2 separate regions of the Mus musculus genome follow, and region 1 is linked to region 2. Evidence: chromatin contacts called from public promoter capture Hi-C data. All regions are on one chromosome and are shown on one strand. Each heading gives the region's core, a stretch centred on a gene start, on an enhancer-like site or on the middle of the called end of the contact. The rest is flanking DNA. Distances are from core to core; before and after follow the strand shown. Region 1 holds the start of Slc6a20a (solute carrier family 6 (neurotransmitter transporter), member 20A). Region 2 holds the start of 9530059O14Rik (RIKEN cDNA 9530059O14 gene).

What was found. Promoter capture Hi-C pulls out the DNA fragments that hold promoters and counts their contacts.
Region 1: a contact with region 2 is called in a promoter capture Hi-C map of liver, with 3 times the contacts expected there. The contact joins the promoter of Slc6a20a here to the promoter of 9530059O14Rik in region 2. A contact is called at or near these places in 3 of 39 promoter capture datasets (embryonic stem cells and liver).

Annotation. Positions count from the first base shown.
Region 1 is chr9:123,675,136-123,681,848 of GRCm38.p6, forward strand. Slc6a20a (solute carrier family 6 (neurotransmitter transporter), member 20A) reads right to left here and starts at 3,697. Exons shown (of 11, transcript NM_139142.2): 1 at 3,551-3,697. The coding sequence starts at 3,671.
Region 2 is chr9:122,569,321-122,575,938 of GRCm38.p6, forward strand. It overlaps 9530059O14Rik (RIKEN cDNA 9530059O14 gene), which reads left to right and starts at 3,181. Exons shown (of 2, transcript NR_015610.2): 1 at 3,181-3,444.

The DNA.
Region 1 (6,713 bases), core at 2,447-4,946, 1.1 Mb after region 2:
TGGTGTACAGGCCCTCCCCAAAGCTGTTCACCCGCTAGCAGTCCTCACCTCTTTCCAGGCTTGCACCCTGGGAGTATGTGGCATTCTGGAGCCAGCTACAGTGGGAACATTTATACCAGGGTGGAAAGCAAATGCTATGACTTGGGATTCAATATTGCAGGCCAAGCCCCAGCAGCAGATATAATGGGGACATTTGAACAACCCTGACCCTTCTTCCACAGAATGCTCTGTAGACTGGCAGTACTAGCTCTCAAGAGATCTGTTTAAAAAATGTCAGATCTCAGAACTCTGAGGGTAACCCATTCAAGATGTAACATTTTGAGCAATTAGGGTTAGTAGAATTAAGGGGGCTAAAAGAACTCACTTCCTGTTCCAGAGGGAAATGAGGGTTTTGAAGAGGAATGGAGCACTAAATCTTGAGAATCTCATTGCTCTCTAAAGAGTCAGATCCCTGATTTCCCCCTACATCATCTAGAAAATAACAAGAAGGTGGAAATCCATAATCCATCTTTTCTACAGCCACACAACTGTTCTTTCTTTCTTCCATGCATTTTACATGCGTCTGAATAACACACACACACACACACACACACACACACACACACTTATATAAGCTGCTGGTGGGTGTATGTTTTCTCACATTGCTATTCAGCACATTTGCATCCCAGAAGGAATTAACATCTTAGACTTTGGTCTGCTGACCTTTTTTGAAGAGGGGATTTTGTAAAATTCCTCACCATCCATTTTGGTTTTGTGTTTTGTCTTTGGTGCAGGAGTTGGGGTGGGAGGTGGAGCTGTGCAGAGAAGGGTGACACCTGGGACATAATCTTCAGAACTGACCTTCTTTGTTCAGGGCTGGCTGAAGGGAGCAGTCACAATAGAACCCCTCAGAAAGGATCCTAATCTGTTTGATTCTGCGAGGTATTTGGCAGTTTATCAACAAAATGCTCGCTGCTCTAGAGTCTAGAGTTTTTCTCTTGTAGCTCTATGGAAGCGAAGAATGATTTCAGATCACCTAGACGGGGTGATATTAATAACTTGTTGTTACTATGGATTCAGAGTGAGTGGAAGTGCCACCAGCATTCCTCATTGTTGACTCTGTGTGTGTTCACGTGTGCACATGTATTAGTGGGAGTCTAATTTTGATGATGGACATCTTGTTTTTTCAGTCTCCACTTTATTTACTGAAGTAAGGCCTCTCAGTTGAACTCAGAGTTTGCTGATGGGTATTCTACCCTACCCAGCTCGTTCTAAGGATCTTGTCTCTGCTTTCTGTGTGTAGACTCTTACATCTGCCAGATGTTTATCTGGGCTGGTTCTGGGTATCCAAACTTTGATCCTCACGGTTACACTGCAACGGCTTTATCACTGAGCCATCTTCCCAGCCTGAGTTTATAGCTTTCCACTGCAGGTCTTGCTTATTCACTCAGTAAGGTTTTATGGGGGTGCTTCCTCTGACTTCACTGGAGGACTGGATGAGCAGGGTGAGAGAAGAATTCTAAAGCTCCCAGTGTTTGTGACCAGGTGCTCACTTGACTTCACAGGTAAGGAGAGTCACGGAGAGCAGCAGGGGAGGGGAGCCTGCAAGTTCTCCAAGTAAAGAGCAGCACACGGCAGGCAGGGAGGAGCTACCTGTGGGTAGTCGGACATCTAACCTGTGGGTAGATGAAGCAGGCAAGAGCTAGGAACTGGGCTGAGATGAACTTCATAGAAAGAAGTGGAAATACCAACTAAGAGAAGGCCAAATATCTACTGTGCCAGGACAATTTAGCTTTTGTTTTGGACACATTTGCTGTCTAACTTGCAAGTACCCCCTCTCAGCTATTCTACCCTCAGTTCCAAGTCCTGTCTGTCCAGCTACACAACTGTACCAAGCCCAAGATTTCCTTTGGTTTCTTCTTCCAATTATCTTGAAGGTCTCCTTGTAGATATTCAACTTCAAAACCATTTAGCCTCCCTTGTACTACCTGAAGCCTGTTCAGGTGATGGTGCCATGATAAACAAGGAATTAAGCAGTCATGTGACAGTGTGGTTTACTCGGCCTGGTGTTGGGAGCTATGGACCCAGGATAAAGAAGGTATTGAGACAGATGTACTGAGCACACAAAGATGTGAAAATCTGCCTCTGACAATTCTTTTTAAAGTCAGTTATGAAACATTAGGAGCATGTGATAGCATATGCCCTCAAATTAAAATAAACCAGAGAATTAAGAATGCACTGTTTCCTTCTTCAAATCTATAGAGTAACCTTTTGTTGAATTGATTTTGATCTGGCTGGAGTGACAGGAGGAGGGAGGGTTAGATTTTCTTAAACAAGTTAAATTCTGTAATACATTAATATTTTTTACTGTCCTGATATCGAGAACTAATGTGCTGATTAGCTTTCTCTCCACCCATACACAAACACATGCTATTAGATCTCTCCTCCCATGTATACACAAACATGCTGTTAGGTAAATAAGAGCCACCCAGAAAACTATTGATAACACTTGAAATTTTTTTTTCATTTTCCTTTTCTCTGAATGGTTTTAAGCACAAGTGCTTAAAAATGTTTTACAGTTTTGAATATGACTTCACCTGCCTCCACTTATCACATGATAACACTATTAAGATAAAATTCTATTAAAACTTTACCTTTATGGCTGCCAAGGATGTTCCACAACTTACTGAACCAATATTTTTTTTTTTTCTGAATGGCTTAGCAAGTTTCTCACATTTTGATCTTATTAAAGGCGGTAGCCATGCTATTTTCTGTCTCTGTTCATATGCTGCGTTTTCCTTTAGATGAGGTTTTAGAAAATGGAATTGAAGAGGGAGGTTTTTATGCTGAGACTTACTTCCTTCATGCCATACTGACCCCAGAACGGTACTTGGACTTCGGAAAGTCCCAGTCCCAGAGTTCTCAGCTCTTTTCCCTGCTTTAGCGGGTGCAGGGTGAGGTGTCTGTCCCACCCTTAACCCCCAGTTTCTCCCCTAGGTCAGAGGAAACATTTATAAAAACAAAACAGCAGAACCAAGAAACTAATTCTCCGGGCACGGAATTATTTGTTTTTCCCTCCTGTGATTCCAAGCCCAAACTAAGTCTTCACATCTACAAACCGATCCTTTTTATTAAGAAAAAGTAAAAGAAATCGCTCACGATCCGTTTGACTGGTGTTTCAACTTGCGGTCGGGAACTTAAATTTCGGAACTGCAAGTTGCACGACAAGTTCCTGATAAACAATTTAGTGTCCTCTTTCACACCTCTGTAGACGGCACCGCACCTTTCCTCCCGGGACAGCAGGTTCCCCGCCGGCGCCGCCCTGCACCTGCTGGAGCCACAGTTCGGACTCGGGACCGCGAGGGTCAATTTCTTAGGGCGACAGTCCCCGCGCCGCGGCGTTCTCGGTTACAGGGGCCACCCGCCCTTGAACTTGAAGCGCGTGGGACCGAACACTTGGCCGAGCTGGGGTGTTCGGGACAGAACGCCACCCCGAGCGGAGGCTCGCGGGCCGGAATGCCACCGCCGCTCGGCGTCCAGGCACCCGGCGGTCCCGCCTGTGCGCACTCACCTCCGCCGTACATCTGGCACAGGTAAGGGAAGCGCCACACGTTGCCCAAACCCACGGCGTAGGAGATGCAGGCGAACACGAACTGCAGCGGATGGCCCCACTGAGGCCGTGCCTTCTCCATGTCCCGAGCTCGCTGCTCCCCGTCAGGGCCTGGTCTCTGGCCGCCGCCGCTCGCCCGCCTTTTAATTGCTAATCTCATTAACGCGCGCGCGGGGCGAGGCCGGTGAGTGGGGAACGGTGAGCCCCACCCTAGCCTCGGCGGGCGGGGAAGGCGCCCCTCCTTGGCCCTGCGTGTGGACTTCAGAGCTCGGGGAAAGGATCATGTTTCCTCAACTTCTTACTGATTAATCGATGACAATACTATATGCCTGGCACTGCTGTGCTGCGGGAAGACACAGCAACCCCACCCCTCCAGGGCTCACATTCAGGTGGCGGGAACATTTAAATACCACGGAGTGACTCGTTCTTAACTTCTTTTGACCCACTGGGGTAATTTCCTTTAATTAATACCACCCAGTTCACCTAAGTCGGTGATGCAGGGGCAATTTAGGTAAAGCAGAGAGAGAGACAAGTCCTAGAGACAGACAGGGATCCAGGACTTCCCAGAGGAGAGATGACTTTTGCACAGAGAGGGTGGGTGTGGAGATTCAGAGGCAGATCACTCTCCTAGCACTTCTGAGACCCTGAGTTTGATCCTAGCACACATGGGAGACTTAAGGGTCTCCAACTACCGGCCCTTGCCTGCACCTGTAGTGTGGGCAGAATCAGGTTTTGAACAGCTGCCTTGAGGCCAATGGGAGTCAGAGATTCTCTTCCCTGGGCCAGGTGGAAACCCAAGAATTCTCATGTTTTTGCCAGTCCAACAAGAAGATATAAATGAACCTAACTCAGTAAAGTTTGGTACAGTGATGCAGGATCTGTTGTTTGCGTCTATATTCCACCACAGACTAAATTCTGTGACTTGGCAAGCCATTTAACATCTTTGACCTTGTTTCATCTGTAATAGAAAAAAAATCTGCCCCAACCTATCCTAGGACTTTTAACCTTAAAACAGTAAAGAAAGCAAAGTCACAACACAGTGGAAGAAACTCTAGATTCTTAAGCTTTAGTATATATATATATACTAAATATATATATTTCCTGCATCCTCCTATGTCTAGTTCCAGTCTTGTTGGTGGACATTTGTGTTGTCCAGTTTGTGGCTACTATGAATAGAACCAAAGTGAACATTCTAATATGGCAGGTAGATGGACTATTAGGAACTTTGGGACTATGTGCGGCATCAAAAAATATCAGTTCACATTCTCATTAATCCCAGCTGCTCTGCATCTTTACTGTCATTCCACAGACTGTTTTTTGTTTTAACAAAGCAAAACAAAAACAAGCATTTATTGGGACCAGGTGCCATGGCATGAGTGGAGGTCAGAGGTCAGAGCAAGTGGTCTTACCATCTTGCTGGCACTGCCATTCTGTTTTTAAAGTTCTGTCTAGATTTGTGACTTTGTGCTGATGGTTCAATTTACCCTTTGACTTCCCAGGCAACTGACAAGTTGGCTACCATCTGAAATTTCTGCCTAATCCTTTGGTCAGTTTTTCCTGGGTTTCTTTTTCTACTGATTTGCATTTGTATCCCTGCTCTGGCTATGGGCCCTATGTCTGCTTTATATACCAAGTTTCATATCCTAAGTATCTTCTAATGAAGAGAATTCTTATCTTCAAGAAAGAAGAGTTTGGGCAGGAGAGGTATTCAGCTCAGTGGGTAGAGTGCTTGCCTGACATGCATGAGACCCTGTGCTCAGTTCCTAGTTTTCTAGTAACTGGGTGTGTATGGTGGTGTATATCTGTAATCCCAGCACTTGGGAGGCAGATTTCTGAGTTCGAGGCCAGGCTGGGCTACACTGTGAGTTCCAGGACAGCCAGGGCTACACAGAGAAACCCTGCCTTGAAAAACAAAAACAAACAAACAAAAAAGAGTTCAAGGTCATCTCCAGCTACATAGCAAGTTCAAGACCAGCCTACTATAGGAGACCATATTTCAAACAATCCAAGTAGACTGGAGGATCAGAGTTCAGTTTCTAGCACTTACATTGTTAGCTCACCATACCTGTAACTTCAGCTCTAGGAGATCTGATGCCTTCTTTTGGTTTTGAAGGGTCCCTATATGCATTTGCATGCGTGCACACACAAACACACACACTCAACAAACAAATCTATTAACTTTTTTTTTTTTTAAGAAAAAAGGTCTCTTCATGGTCTTTTTGTTTTTTTCTTGTCTTATTTTAAACAACCTTTTCCTTCCTTCTAGAAGTTGAGAGGCAGGAGGAGCTCTGTGAGTTCAAAGACAGCCTGGTTTGCATAGTTGAGTCCAGGACAGTCAGGACTACACAGACAAAACAAACAAAGCAAAGGAAAACAAAACAATCAAACCAACCCCCAAACCAACAATAACAACAAAATCCCGACCTCTTCTTTATTGACCCCAAGGTCATGGGGGTATGTTTGAGCGTTCAACTCGTTAGCAAAGCAACTTTCATCAATAAACAGATAAGGTTACCACCTCCTGAGGCCCTGTCACTGATCCTGGATCTCACTGATTCTGCTAGGCTGGCTGCTCAATGCACGAAGGGACCCTCCTGTTTCCAAATTCCCCTTCCTCTCAGTATTTTGAGAAATAGCCAGATGCCACTGTCTCTGGCTTTTTATGTGGGGGCTGGAGATTGAACCTCAGATCTTCATGCCTATATGCAGACTGTTTACCAAATGAGCCATCCTACCATCCCCAGCAGACTTGGTATAGGGTCTGCCTGTAAGCATGGTGGTGAATACTTTGGACAATAGTTTGCTGCTTCCAGCTATGTACTTATATGTTTTTGGTATCATAAATCGGCTTTTCTACAGGGTTGTTGGCTACACAGTGACATTTGTAAACTGGACACCTCAGAAAAATACTCAGAACAGTTACCAGCCACCAGAAATATGAATTGACATGGAGAATTTGTTGATTTGATTAAGGCAGTGACTTTTTATTCCCTACTCCAGGAACTAGACCAGTATTTGGTCTTACCTGCCTTGTGAAGCCAGCCCAATATGTAAGGTCCAGAGTGTGAGACTCTGTCTCTATTCTCTGTGGTGTATGTAGCATAAAGAATCACTCAGGCCAAGT
Region 2 (6,618 bases), core at 1,931-4,430:
CTGGAGGCTTTGTCCAAGGGTGGTTGGGGACACTGGAGCTTCCAAACCTTTCGCCCACACCCCTGACTAGGGATGACGGGGCAGAGACATATGGACATTGACCTGCCTACGGAGCACATTAGGGGTTTGCGGGGACTCTACCCACAACTGAGCCCGGGACCTTGGAGGAGTAGTCAGGTTCCACGTTGGTGGACCCCGAGCCGGGGCAGCAGCGGATCGCCGTCGTGGGTTCCCCGCAACGGCTGCGCCCAGCCCTGGGCAGCCACGCGCGCCTAGTGGGGGTGCAGCAGAGTGCGCTGGGGACGAAGATGGTGGGCGGGCGTGAGGTGAACAGCCAACAGGGGTGGGGGTGGGGTGGAACGGCAGAAAGCATGAGAAGGTAGCGGTCCCACTGTTGCAGCAACCCTGCGGTAGGCGGGAACGAGACGACAGGATCAATGTGGTGCCTGCCAGGCGCACAGCGGACCGGACAGGCAGGCCTTGGTCCGCTCTAGTAATGAGCAGAGGGGAGACTGCCGACTCAGAATCTTACTGGTGCTGGCCAGTGTGCAGGGATTTAGCCACAGGAACTTGGAGGAAGGAAAGAGAGGGGGACCGTGCCTGGCCTATAGAAGGGGATGATGACGCTTAGCGCAGCTCTTGAGGACATGCCTGCAGACAGGGAGCCTCCGAAATCCTTTTCACCCTGGGACCCCAAACCTGCCATTTGTCCCATTCCACCACGCCCTCTTCGTAGCTTCCCAAGATTGACCCGTCGATACTTCCAGATCCCTTTTAGATTGAAAATCAGGTCAGATTCTGCACTTTATCAACATGCCCCACCCCTGTCGCCATTAAGCAGCTTCTCACAACCCTGAGGTGTGGTCACTCCGAAGGCACAGTTCCACAGACCTCTGACCGCGCCGCAGGAGGACGCTGAAAGCAAATGCTCTGCAGCGACTTGTCCTGTTCAATATCATCCCCATTCATCCCGGCTGTTGTGTGTTTTCTCAACAGGGCGTGACCCTGTAGACAAGCAGGGCTCGAAGTCAGGGACCTACCCCAATTCAGACACTGTCGCGAACACTCCCTACACTACAAGGCGTGTCAGTCTCTGCATCAGCCACTCTGGGCTGCCTCTCTCAATGGTACTCAAGGGTCGGACACGTGAAAGTCCAGGATCTGATACCACACATCTCCAGCTGTGCCGGACCCAACGTGTGTGTGTGTGTGTGTGTGTGTGTGTGTGTGTGTGTGTGTTGCATTTAACTCCACCATCATTCCCAGATATGCAACATAAAGCATTGAAGGGAGAGGGAGGCAAAAACAAAAAAATTAGGATCTACAGTTTCAAGTTCAAAATCACAACCTTGAGACTCTGAAGGAGTATTCACCTCCTTCCTGTCTAGGCTACCGGATATCATATCTTTGAATACACGCCAGACCCTCAGGAATTATCTCTTCGGGCGATGCCACAAGTGAGCAGTATTCTCTCAACTTCCCAGATCCTTGCTAAAAAGGTGTGTGTGTGTGTGTGTGTGTGTGTGTGTGTGTGTGTGTGTGTGTGTAGTGGATTATTTTCCCCCTTTTATATATAGTGTAGTTTTGAGAAGGGCAGCGAGGCATCTGCTTGGAAAATAATATACTTCTTAATTTGACAGGCCCCTCTCTCCCATGGTAGCTTTTCGGAGTCCTCCAAAGTTCTGTCTAGCGTTGGTGCCCGAAGCTTTGCATGCAGTTAAGCTTCCTACTAAGCAAACCTGCTGGACATTTGTCCTGTGCCCAGGGAAGCACACAAGTGTCATGAAGGGGTTGGGGAAAGACCCTCTGGGTTAAGGGAGGCGTTGCTTCGCGGGTAGAGGTTGAGAGGGAAGTTGGAGTGCAATGGGACCATTAAGTCCCACCTTCTTCCCCCATCTGTGCTTTGGACTATGCGGTTTCTGCCTTGGCCAAAAACCGCATCCACGTCCAAATACAGTACAAAACTCTCTTGGACAGAAGTTAGAAAGAAGCCAGTGTAGAGAGAGACAGTTTGCTTCTAATAATCTCATAAGAATGCCCACAGTATGGCCCAAGTGGCGAGCAGATTCACGGTCCCCATGTGCTGCTGGGGTTGTCGCAGACGCGTCCACGGGCGTCGCAGCGGACGTGACACCGCATTTTCTCTGAATTCCTGCCATCTAGGATGGTGCAACCAAGGGAGGGGGTCATGGGGAAGCAGAGTGCAAGGCTGCAGAATCCGTTCTCTGCAGAGAACTGGAGCGAGCATGGAACAGCGCAACTCCGAGGGCGTTCACATTCGAGAGAAAAGCAACGCCCGGTCGTGGGTGGTTAATTGCCGGCTTCCCACAACCATGAGGCACGTCCCTGGCGGCGTCACTACCTTATGTTTTAATTTGACCTTTATTGGATCTTTGCTCCCCTGGGCTGAGGACTGGACTTGCACTCAGAAGACCACTGCCCTCTCTGGGGAGGGTGGGCCTTCTACTGCGGTTCCCTTCTCCTGAGGGAGCCTGTTCGAGTTCAGAACCTTGTAGACCTTGGAGTTATCAGGCATTCCCGGGCGTGGTCTAGTCGTGGGTTGCGGGGTTTTCTAGCCTTGGAACTGGGCGGTGTCTGCAATGCATCGCATCGCCTTAAGCTGTTCTCGGGTACTCACTCTCGCCGGTGCGCAGAAAGAGACAGAGAGGGGAGGGGTCACGCTTGACTATGAAGTGCCGGTGGGGTCTATTCAGAGTGTCAGTGTGTGTGTGTGGGGGGGGGGGGGGCTGCAGCAGAGGAGGGAGGGTTCTACTGCCAAGGGCAGGGCGGAGGACTGTGAAGGCCGGTTGGTAGTGTGAATGCCTTCCCAGGTTCAGCTGCGGTGATCACCCGGCACTGCAGCTAAAGGAGCTGGTTGCACCTTGCGTGCTCCCCCGCCTTCCCTGTGTTCCCCGGCTTTTCCGGGAGGAAAGATGGGGTGCCCATAGCGGGTGGGGCGCGCCGGCTGCCCAGTCGGGCGGTCACGTGTCCCCCTCCCCCTCCTACTGCAGCGGGAGTTCCAATCAGAGCGCGCCAGGGGGCTCCTCCCGGGCAGGAACCACCGGGCTCCGCGGCGCGGGGTGGGCCGCCATCACCTGACCGCCCGCCCCCGCCCCCCGCGAGTAAGGGGCGGTGGTAGCGTCTGCTCGGTTACAAATGGCCCCTCCCGCCCCGCTCGCCCGCTCGCTCGAGCTCGGCGCGGACCCGCCCGGGAGCGCTCCTCGCAGCAGCTGCCCGGGTTCCCACCGCCCTACCGGGCGCGAGCGATCAGACTACCTCGGAGGGCGCGCTCAGACACCCAGATGTCCGGCCACCTCAGTGGGTACCCTCGGCACCCTGTGATCCGACCACCCGCGGAGGCGCGCTAGCCCTCTGGGTGGGCGTGCTGGGCTTCTCTGCGGCGGAAGTCTGGACCACAGATTGTGACTTCTTTTCTAGCAGTAGGTGAGTGCCCAGCGGGAGCGCAGGCATGGGATGCCCTCCTACTGTGTGGGAACCCCGGGATCCTCTAGGGCACAGGAGGTTTGGTGTAATGACTAAGTCAAGCTTGCAGAACAAGTCCGAAGTCACTCGCCTTCTGGGCCTCTTTTTCGAGTTTCCCCAGTCCCTGGTTTGGGAAAGCGCTTTGATTTGAGGAATTCTTGTCTTGAGATACTTGACAAAGGTTGAAAAGACACTCAGATAGGAGCCGGGAGCTCTAGCTAGCTGGCGCAGGCTGGGTACACCCGGCGTGTTTGAATGTGGGGGGCGGGGGCCCTTTTGAGAATCAGCCCTGGGTAGGGCTAGGGCGAAGCCTCTGCGTTGGTCCCGTCACTCTGTCCCCAAAAGCCACTTGAAATGCCAAGGAGAGAAGAAACAGTGGCTGTAGATGTTGCTAACCAGCTAACCCCCTCCGTTTCTGATCTACCCCTGTGCTGCAGGTTATTCTGCCAAGGATGTGTGAGACTTGGAAGCGCCTAGGATACACCATTTTTACTTTATGACTTTTTGGCAGAAAATATGCGTTAAAGTGTTGAATTACGAGGGAAGATGGAGAAAATAACTTAATTCGCGTTTTTGTAAAGTTTTTGTTTTAAATGCAAGGCAGTAGAGATGTAGGTATTTGAGTCATATTTTGCGACTATACTTTTGGCTTTATGGTCCATATGTTCCTTATAACCTTTCAAACAAAACCCTAGGGAAAAAAATAGAAATAAATAAAAACCAAGGTGTGTGTGTGTGTGAGAGAGAGAGAGAGAGAGAGAGAGAGAGAGAGAGAACACAGGACTTCTGGGGAACAGAAGACAACCTCCTTTGATGAGTACAGTGATGGCCAATTTAATTTGTCATGTGCCACTGAAGGGGATGTCAAGCTGATAACATGCAGACTGGAGAGAAAATGAAGTAGGAGTTGCCCCTAGAGGAAGAAATAAGCCCTGATCCAATTACGCTGGGGAGAGAGCTGAAGGCTAGCCCTTCTGCACTGGAGCTGAGTCTTCTCAGTGGAGGTGGAAGGGTGCAGTTTGGGATACAAGCTCTGAATTCAGACACCCAGCAGCATAAAGGTGTGTGTGTGTGTGTGTGTGTGTGTGTGTGTGTGTGTGAGAGAGAGAGAGAGAGAGAGAGAGAGAGAGAGAGAGAGAGAATGGGTGTGTCCAAAGACAGCTCTTACCCATTTACTCTAGCTGCACTTGCTGAAGGGTTGAGAGGTGTGCTGACTCATAAGGCTGCCAGCAGAGCTTAGCACAGTTAGATTTCACTTCTAGACCTTAACCACATTATATATATATATATATATATATATATATATATATATATATATTATAAATATATATAATATATATATATATATATTCATTCTTATCAGTCTCCTCCCTAGGAGATTTTCCTTGGGCTTTTAGATTCACCCCCTTCATTTTGATAACCACCATCTGCACTGGTGCACACATCTCATTTGGCCTGACACAAAGGTTTTCATCTCCCTTGTAACATTAGAAACAGTGACAGTCTTAACCACCCCATTATGTTCAAGGTATTTGTGGAGAATATTGGAAAACCAGAATGTGAACAATTCAGTTTTCTGAACAGCAGAGAATCTCTTTGCCATTACACTGCAAGACCAGGGAGCCCCACCCTTCTTCTGAGTGTCTGCATGACACCAGGGAAGGAACCCTGCAATTGCAGCAGTGCAGGGCGAGGCAGCATCGGGCTCTGTGATGCCTGTGCTCATGTGCACTAATGTTGGAGAGGGGCTTCGACTCCTGTGCAGCCTTCAAAACCTAATATTACTCCACTTCACCTGTCAGCTTCGCAAACCAGTATTTGTAATAACTCTGAGAGGCTGATTTTGTTGGAGAAGACAGAGTGAGAACTGCTTCTAAACTTTAAGGTCGGGGAGGCTGAAAGACACGTCGAGAACAAACATCAAAGGCGTTGGATCTCCTGATAAGATTTCTTAATAAAAATAAGGGTTTGGGTTTTTAGTGTCTTTTTGTTTGTTTGTTTTTTAATGAGGTTTTCAGGTAATATACAGAATAAGCCAGCATGTGTGATAGTTAAGCATCCGGTATCTTCATGAGAACAGGAAGAAGAAATAAATGGATGCACTAGCCCTTTACTGCAAGCTCCACCAAGAAGAACTGAGTCAGGACATGCCACATATGATTAGAGGAAGCCACCTCTGCAAAGACAAGATTTCAAATCTATAGGAAAGAGTATTATAAGCCCTTTGAAGAAAGAGGCGTTCTGAATTCATAATTCCTAATTCTCACTGCCACCGTCTGTGTATCATCCGCACAGACAGCAGGGCTGACCAAGAAGAAGAGAAATTTAAATCATTTTTACTTTCTTTAAAAAAATTTTTTCTCTAGAAAGATGCCCATTTGGCTACCTACCATCCATTCTTAAAGTAGATACGTTATTTAAAAGGAAGAAAAAGACATTTCTCACCTGACAGCTAGAATGAGATAGCACATTTCCAGATCTGGCTGGACCTGTTAGCACTTACCTCAGCCATTATTCCGAGTGAAAATTGCATGTTTCTTTTTAAAGCGATAATTTAAGTTCAAAGCTCCTTCTGTCCCCCCAACACACACACCTTCCCCCTTACATTATCTTCCCCTCTTTTAAATCTACAAAACACAACTACAAATCCCAGCACCTTGAAGGCTTTGAGTCCCTGGAACAAGCAATCAGGTAAATTGTCTGTGATTGCAGGTCATTCTAAAACTCAAATCGATTTCAGTAGCTTCAGGATTCACAAGGGCAGATCCTGGCTCTAGCGCTCAGTTTCAGGATTCACAAGGGCAGATCCTGGCTCTAGCGCTCAGCTTGGATGCTAGTGCCTGGGCAGCCATGCTTCAGAGAGTCTTTTCCTAAGACATCAGTAATTATCTGAGGAAGCTGGCACTGTCTACTTGCTTGCTGTTGATTTTACTGTGAGAAGGTTCCAGAATATTACTGCCTTGAGTTCCTACAGTAGATATATAAACTGCATTGTGTGAGGAACATTCCAGAACATCTCAATGAAGCCAGCGACCTGGCTGAATTAACACCTGCCCTGCTAAAGCATGCCAGCAAATCTCAATCAATCTCTCTCTCTCTCTCTCTCTCTCTCTCCCCCCCCCCCCCCAGAGAGAT